2 separate regions of the Mus musculus genome follow, and region 1 is linked to region 2. Evidence: chromatin contacts called from public HiChIP or PLAC-seq data. All regions are on one chromosome and are shown on one strand. Each heading gives the region's core, a stretch centred on a gene start, on an enhancer-like site or on the middle of the called end of the contact. The rest is flanking DNA. Distances are from core to core; before and after follow the strand shown.

Evidence for each region. HiChIP or PLAC-seq counts read pairs in DNA pulled down with a chosen protein or histone mark.
Region 1: an H3K4me3 HiChIP or PLAC-seq map of bone marrow-derived macrophages shows a contact between it and region 2, with 2.8 times the contacts expected there. The contact joins the enhancer-like site here to the promoter of Pilra in region 2. A contact is called at or near these places in 3 of 39 promoter capture datasets (the C10 cell line, embryonic stem cells and neutrophils), 1 of 15 datasets of contacts at CTCF or cohesin (CD8 T cells), 2 of 484 Hi-C or Micro-C datasets (bone marrow-derived macrophages and fibroblasts), 4 of 115 datasets of contacts at active chromatin or transcription factors (the HPC-7 cell line, bone marrow-derived macrophages, intestinal crypt epithelium and 1 more) and 3 of 9 other capture datasets (adipose tissue, liver and pancreatic islet).

The regions. Positions count from the first base shown.
Region 1 is chr5:137,883,231-137,887,480 of GRCm38.p6, reverse strand. No RefSeq gene overlaps it. Among named protein-coding and RNA genes, the nearest start is that of Pilrb2, 14 kb to the right of the region's middle. Within about 2 kb of position 1,375, at least 9 of the 459 cell types and tissues checked have an H3K27ac peak or open chromatin away from gene starts, as enhancers often do. A contact at or near this core is called in bone marrow-derived macrophages, where this site is marked.
Region 2 is chr5:137,834,178-137,838,310 of GRCm38.p6, reverse strand. Pilra (paired immunoglobin-like type 2 receptor alpha) reads left to right here and starts at 2,033. Exons shown (of 7, transcript NM_153510.3): 1 at 2,033-2,276; 2 at 2,594-2,980. The coding sequence starts at 2,192.

The sequences.
Region 1 (4,250 bases), core at 126-2,625, 50 kb before region 2:
TGGGCATTTTCTTGAGTTTTAGGGACCCTTCACAGTGCCCAGGCTGAACCAAGACCTGGTGGACTCTCTCTGCCTTGCCCTGCTCCCTGTGGCACAGTCTCCAACAACCCTGGGCTTCTTGGACAGTGACTCTAAGGCTTTTCCAGTCTCAAAAGGAGCCTTTCTAACTCCCCTCACCCTCACACTAACACACGCTAAAGAGGAAAACAAGGATCAGAGAAGTCCTGGTACATGTCACATGACAGCCACATGACTCATTGACTGGATTTAGTCATATTGAGTTCTTGGAGTCTTCCATTCCACATAGAGACTTCAGTCGACCTGCTCAGCACAGACTCTGAGGAGGCTCTTTCCACAAAGCCCTTGAGTGACTCCCTCTAGTTATGGTCACACCAGATTCTTTGGACTAAGCGAGAGAAGATGTCTCAGAGCATCCATGTGTCATTCAAGATATGAGGACTGGGACAAGGCTGACACTGGACACAGCTGGCTTTGAACTTGGGTGGAGACATGAGTGGTGGTGGGGGAGAGGCTGTAGTGTCCTCAGTACAGTTCTAAGGAGGTTCATCCCACCCTTGCCCAGGACATGGTGCCATAAGCTCCCTGAGAGGCAGGATTCATGATTGTATCAGAGGAAGTGGCTCCATTCTCCCTGAGTGACTTGTGCAGAGGCATCTTCCCATTTCCTTAGCTTTCCTGGCATTGATTGCCTAGTTCATGCTTCACTGTAGCTGGCTATCAGCCTGCCCTCTCCCATCTCTGTTTCTCTGCCTTCCTCACAGTCCTCATGGTCCTCAGATCCCTTGACCTGAGCCAGACACAATCTCTCATGGTCTGAGGACATATCCATAGTACCCTTAAAGACACTAAGGCACAGAGCCTTTGGGATTCATTGGCCCTACATGGAAGGTCTAGTGCTATGGTCTCTTTCAAAAAGAGTTGGTGTGTGTGTGTATTTAAGTTTCATCTCAAGTAGCCCAAGGTGGTCCTTGAACGTTTTATATAGCCAAAAATGACCATGAATGACTACAGATCCTCCTGACTGAATTTCCCATGAGCAGGGATTACAGGTGAGCATCATCATGCCCCTTTATCTCCTGTTGGATATAAAATATTTGGTTCTATGCCTGCCAGGAAAGCTCTACCACATGAAGCAAATTCTTAGGTGCAGTTAGGTCTGAGAGGATGTCCTCCTGGTCATGAGCCCTCACCTCCAGATTTCATCTGCCTTTCCTTTACTCTCAAGGGCCTCTAGTTAAACAGTGACTCAATTGCTAATTCACCCAAGAAGGGACTGAACGTGACAAGACTGTCATATGTCATTTTCTTAACCTCAGCATTTTTACACAACAGACCCTGGTGAGCTCTACAGGATTCCAGCTGTCCCTTGTGTCCTGCTCCACTGCTGCCACCTGCTGGCTTCTTAATCCAAATTCACGTGCTCTCTTCTGGTTTCATGTTTTGGACTTAATTGAATTCCTATTTGAACCCTTCTGTGAGAAGAAACAAATATATCTCTCTGAGTTTGAAGTTAACCTGGTCTATTTATCTAGTTTCAGGGCAGCAAGCACTACATACTAAAAATTGTCTCATCCTAGACGTAACCAAACCGAACAAACAAACAAGCAAAAAACAAGAAAAATAAAACCAAAAAAACAAACAAAACCACAGAAAATCAAAACGAAAAAAAAAAAAAAAAAGTCAAAATGCCAAGAAACCAAGCAAAGAAACCTCAGGTTGACAGTCAAGTAGAATGGTGTCCCTAATCATAATGCCTGAGGTTGTCAACTGGACTCCATCCATATGAGCACACTTATTTATATATGCGTGCACCTGAGCATGCACAAGGGCACACACACTCACAAAACACACTCTTTCTCTTTCTCTTTCTCTTTCTCTTTCTCTTTCTCTTTCTCTTTCTCTTTCTCTTTCTCTTTCTCTTTCTCTTTCTCTTTCTCTCTCTCTCTCTCTCTCTCTCTCTCTCTCTCTCTCTCTCTCTCTCACACACACACACACACACACACACAGAAAGAGAGAGAGGGGGGGGGAACCATACAAGGCACCTTTAACAGTTGATCACCTTCCATGACTTGACCCAGTCTTCATCTTCCCTGAGCCTCCCTCAGACCACACTCAGTGACTCTTCAGATTCTAGTTCCTGACCATCCACAGCATTCAGATTCTCTGCTTTTTATGCCCAAATTGGTCATCCTATGGCAATGGTGAGAGAGAACAGGCTTAAGGCATCCTATTTCTCTCTGAACCCTTCCATTCGAGAAACATTCCCTGTTGGGAACTAAAAAGGGGGCCCTGGGAAAGGGGGGAGCCCACATCCCACCAGAGTTTTCCCTATCCTCTGGTCTGTCAGGCATGGGAGAGCTGCCATACACTTTCCACTCAGCCCTGGGTGGGCATTCCTCTATCCCATTCTTCAGGGGGTGGCCAAGGGGCAGCCCTACCTGGGATTCCTGGAGCTACCTTGCTAAAACCCCGGGGTTATAGGAGAGAGGGATGAGGGAAGAGGTTCCCAACACCTGCGAAAGTGCACGCAGCAGATCTTGACTGGAGCACAGGAAGGCCTTCTAATGGGAGATTCGAAACAGCTCATTAGGAGAAAGCCTGTTCCCATCCTCCAAGCATAGTGGGCCTTGATGAGCAGAGACACTCTATGGTTTTAGAGCTTTATTATAGAAATGCAGGTGGAAAGAGAGGAGAGAGAGAGAGAGAGAGAGAGAGAGAGAGAGAGAGAGAGAGGAGAAGGAGAAGGAGAAGGAGAAGGAGAAGGAGAAGGAGAAGGAGAAGGAGAAGGAGAAGGAGAAGGAGAAGGAGAAGGAGAAGAAGAAGAAGAAGAAGAAGAAGAAGAAGAAGAAGAAGAAGAAGAAGAAGAAGAAGAAGAAGAAGAAGAAGAAGAGGAGGAGGAGGAGGAGGAGGAGGAGGAGGAGGAGGAGGAGGAGGAAGAGGAGGAGGAAGAGGAGGAGGAAGAGGAGGAGGAAGAGGAGGAGGAGGGAGAGGAGAGGAGAGGAGAGGAGAGGAGAGGAGAGGAGAGGAGAGGAGAGGAGAGGAGAGGAGAGGAGAGGAGAGGAGAAGACAAAGAGAAAGGAGAGAGGGTAAGAGTGAGGAATAAGAAGACAAGTAAGAGAGTGAGAAGTAAGAGAGCAAGCAGGGGCTGAACAGCCCTTTTATGGTCTTTACTGTTGCTAGGTAACTGGGAGGAGCTTAGCCTGAAGGTCAGAAGCTTGGGCCATTGCCTACATGACTACTGACCATGCTTTTCTTGTGAGGGCTGTGGGCGGCAGTAACTTAGACAGGAGCCAGAGTTCCAGGAGCATGAGGGAATGCCTACAGTGTCATGTAGGTGAATTATGGCTTTGGGGTTCAGACCTCAGCTCAACTAGAGACCAGCCTGTCTTTGCAGAGCCCAATGCCCCACAATTCCTCAGATAAGACATGCTGCAGGCTCTGTGTTCCCTGACCCAGCAGATAACCTCATGGATGAAAAGTATCCCTCTGTTCTCCATTTCTGTCACACCACTTACCAAACATTCCTTGATTTCTCTTCCCTAGTGACAACACACAGACCCCAACAGAACCTCCAAGTAACCTACCCAGACTGTGGCCTGAAGAGAGTGGAGGAGTTGCTAGAGAGGATGGTAGAAGGATGCCAGCTGTTGGTGCAGACAGGATGCTCAGGCTGCAGCTTTATAATAGCACAGTTGCCCTGCTGTTTCTCACTAGGATGACATCATCATCTTCATCTCCCTCATCTGCTTTATGCCTCAGCATGAGCATCCCCTGTCCTCCTGCCCAGAGAAAGCCCCAGAAAGAGACTCTATACTGAGTTCTAAAGGCCCAGTGAGTGGGACTTGGGTACCAGGCCAAGTTCCTCTAGAGGACGTCTGCCAACTTCTGCTGATAACCAAGGACAAAGCTATTTACATGTGTGTCATCAAGTTTGTGGTCACAGAAAGAGAGAAACTTGCCCTTCCCTCCTCAGTATTAGGTATGTAGCTTAAAACAAAACAAATCAAAACCCCAAAACTATTAATAAGCAGGCATGGTAGTCACGACTTCATCCTATTTCGTAAGATGCAACACCAGGGGTGCCACTGAATTAGAGGACAGCCATGGTCTACAGAGCAAGTTCCAGAACAATCCGGTCTAGATCGTAGAGAGAACCCTCTCTCAGAAACAGAATCTCACACAACACGTAGTGAACAACAACAAAAACCTAAAGTCTTGATAGTCACATT
Region 2 (4,133 bases), core at 784-3,283:
CCACACTCTCACCTGTGTAGACTACTTTCCACGGAGTCCCGGAACCAAGGTGGCTCCCGTGGAGCCTGAGGCAAAAGCCTCTCGGCCAGGCGGACACCTGTGTTCTGACCAGGAAGGTGGCCGGTTGTTTGGAGCTGAAAATGGCGCCGCCTCAGAGGCTCTGTGGCTCTCGCCTGTCCCAGAGACTGCTGGCCTCTGTATTCCACACTCTCACCTGTGCAGACTGCCCTCCACGGAGTCCCGGAACCAAGCTGGCTCCCACAGAGCCTGAGGCAGAAGCTTCTCGGGCCGGGCAGACACCTGTGCTCTGACCAGGAATGTGGCTGGTTGTTTGGAGCCGAAAATGGCGCTGCCTCAGAGGCTCTGTGGCTCTCGCCTGTCCCAGAGACTGCTGGCCTCTGTATTCCAAACTCTCACCTGTCAGATTGCCCTCCACAGAGTCCAACCAAAGGTTTTATGTCCAACAATAGATAAAGGGACAGGATGGGGCACACTTGGAATCTCTGCTCATGGGAGCACCAGGCAGGAGGTTCGCTAGTCCTTCGTGGTCATCTCTGGCTATATACTAAGTTTTAGGACCACTTTGGGCTTCTTGAGATAGAATTTAAACACACACACACACACACACACACACACACACACACACCCCTAGTCCCTGATCTGACTAACCTTCCATCTGGGGCCAACTCATCCCATAGGCTCTGTGCCTCAGTGTCTCCAAGGGTACTATGAATACAGATGAATACAAACTGTCAGGACATGACAGTTTGTGTCTGGATCAGAACAAGGGATCTGAGGACCATGGGGACTGTGAAGGGAGTCAGAGAAGCAGACATGAGAGAGGGCAGGCTGCAAAGCCAGCTGCAGGGAAGCAGGAACAAGGCAATCAATGCCAGGGAACCTAAGGAAATGGGAAGAGGCCTCTGCACATGTCACTCAGGGAGATTGATGCCACTTCCTCTGACACCATCATGTGTTTGTGCCCTTCAGGAAGCTGATGGCACCATGTCCTGAGGAAGAGTAGTTTGAACCTCTTTAGAACCAGCCCTGAGGTCACCACAGCCTCTGCCCCAACCTTTCAACCCAAGTCACAGGCCAGCTGTGTCCACTGTCAGCCATGTCCCAGGCCTTACATCATGAATGACACATAGCTGCTCAGAGCTGTGTTTGCCCACTTAGTCCAAAGAAGGTTCTAGTGTGGCCATAACTAGAGGGAGTCACTCAAGAGCTTTGTGGAAAGAGCCTCCTCAGAGGCAGCACTGAGCAGGTAAACTGAAGTCTCTGTGTGGAATGGAAGACTCCAAGAACTCAATGTGACTAAAGTCCAGTCAATGAGCCATGTGGCTGTTGTATGACATGTGCCTTGACTTCTCTGATCCTTGTTATCCTCTTCTGAGTGAGTGTTATGGTAGGAGGAGGAGAGGCAGAAAGGCTCCTTTAGAAACTGGAGTAGCTTTAGAGTCACTGTCCAAGAAGCCCAGGGAAGTTGGAGGCTCTGCCACAGAGATCAGGGCAAGGTGGAGAGGATCCTCAAAGCCTTGATTCTGCCTGGGCACTGTGAAGGCTCCCTGAAAGACAAGAAAGGGCAAGTTGTGATGGGAACAGAGAGGGGGAAGGAAGAGCAGGGTAAGGGGGTTACTGTGCTAGGGCCTGGGACTTACTGTGTTTCTTAATTACACCTTCCTCATTGTGTCTGAGGTGATTTAGAAACTGACAACTTCATTAGGTGAGATAATTAGAGAGAAATGTGACAACCAGCATGATGAGAGACATAATGAGAAAGAGATTGAGTAGGGGGAAGGAAAGAATAGAAGAAAAATAGAGGAAGGGAAACAGAGATTACAAGCCACTTAGGAAATGGAAAACAGTAGATAAGATAGAAGATGAAGGTGGAAGAGAGGAGAGCCCTGCCTCCTGAGGACAAAGCCATGTCTCCAAGCCAACAATGGGGGCTGGGCCAAAGTCCAGTTATGTTGTCAGTGACCACAGGGCGGATCTTCTGCAACATGGGAAAAAAAGAAGCCAGATCAATAAAGGAAGTTGCTGGCCACAAGGAGGTGGAGATGGAGAGGTCCTGCCCCAACTCAGTCCTCCACATGTGAAGGCCTGGGGATCTGTCTCACTTTACCCTGGTTCTCTCTGGACTCCTGAGCACTCCAGTGTCCCTAGACAGAGCATCCTTGCCTTCCTGATGGCTTTGCTGATCTCGCTTCCTGGAGGGACTCCAGCCATGGCTCAGATCCTGCTTCTGCTCTCATCAGCCTGTCTGCATGCTGGTGAGTGGTAGTGACCTCACTAGCAGGGACTTAACCTCAGGAGGGGACAGTGGGGCTGGGAAGAGAAGGGAGTCATGTGTACAGGTGTCTGCTAGAGGAGCCAGCCAGGACCCTCTGCCCCAAGAGTCTGTTAACATTGCAGAGGGAGCCCAACCCAACCCTTCACTCTCTTTCCTGTCCCACTAGCGTTAGGGACAGTCCTGCCTTGTGTCTCAGCCCTGCCTGTGCAAGAAGTCTCAGAATGTTCTGTGTTGTCCTTTCTATGTTTCCTGTCACTGTCCCCTGCAGTGGCTTCAGAGTCTCCCCATCCTTCCCAGGAAATTCAGAAAGATCCAACAGAAAAAATGGCTTTGGGGTCAACCAACCTGAAAGCTGCTCTGGAGTCCAGGGTGGCTCCATCGACATCCCCTTCTCCTTCTACTTCCCCTGGAAGTTGGCCAAGGATCCACAGATGAGCATAGCCTGGAGATGGAAGGATTTCCATGGGGAATTCATCTACAACTCCTCCCTGCCTTTCATACATGAGCACTTCAAGGGCCGGCTCATCCTGAACTGGACACAGGGTCAGACATCTGGAGTCCTCAGAATCCTGAACTTGAAGGAGTCTGACCAGACCCGGTACTTTGGCAGAGTTTTTCTGCAAACAACAGAAGGCATACAGTTTTGGCAGTCAATTCCTGGGACCCAACTCAATGTGACCAATGGTGAGTACATCCCAGCCCTGCCTTTGGTGGCCCCTGGCTTCCTTATGCCATAGATGTCATTAGAGAGCCTAAACTTCTGATATTTCACACAGATTTTTCTCCTGTGGTCTCTCCCCTCCCCAGAGGTCTGCCAACTTTGTCTTTTCTCTTCTCCATAATCATCTGCAAACCATAGCAGCTTTCTCTGAGCTGGCCCCTCATTGTACCCTCGGTCTTACCACCCTACTTCCTGGCCTCAACTCTTCCCAGAGGGCCCAGTTTCCTGCTCCTTTCTCCAATCTGGCACTATTCATCCTGTCCACTCCCACCCTCGCTGCTAGAAATCCATGGGTATCTGGCTTCTCTAGGATGGAGCAGGCTTGCCTTGGTCCTGCATCAGGGTATTGGTTAACTGGAGGGTTTACATTATATCTCATGGCTACCACAGTAGGTAGCGTCTAGTCCCTATGTGCCTCTGGGTCCCCCATCTCTCCCTCCATTTCTTTTTTCGTCTCCCTTATTTGCCTCTTCTCCCTCCTTCCTCCTCAACTCCTGTCTTTCCCACGTGGACCCTCATGTTCTTAGAGCATGATCAGGTTTTCTGTTTACTTCATCTCCCCCATTGCAGCTGTAACTGCATCCACACGGAGTGCACTCAGGCCCAGCCTAGTCACTGTGTGGGTATTACCCCAGCCTCTGTCAGTCACCACTGCTGGGCACTCTCATGGTCTATGTACAGAGGAAGACACAGACGCCAGCAGAGCTCAATTCCTGTCCAGGGTCACACTGGTGATGCACAGGCCTTGAAAGGGAGCCTTTTCCTCCAAGCTTCTCTCAATCCATAGACAAAAGGCCTCTGCTTGAGTTTCCTCTATTGCTTGCCTCCCTTCTGTCTTAATTTTGTGGAGCATGGATATATGGTATAAGCATATGTATGAGTTTGTGAGTGTGTGTGTGTGTGTGTGTGTGTGCGTGTGTGTGTGTGTGTGTACATATGCCCCACTTTGTGCTTGTGGAAACCAGAGGTGGATATTGGGAGTCCTCCTCTAGCAAGACCCACCTTATTGCCTTGAGGCAGGGTCTCTCACTGAACCTGGAGCTCACTGTTTTGGGCTGACTGGGCAATGAAGCCCTGTTGATCCTTTGTCTCCATTTCCCATGGTGTTGTGGGTTA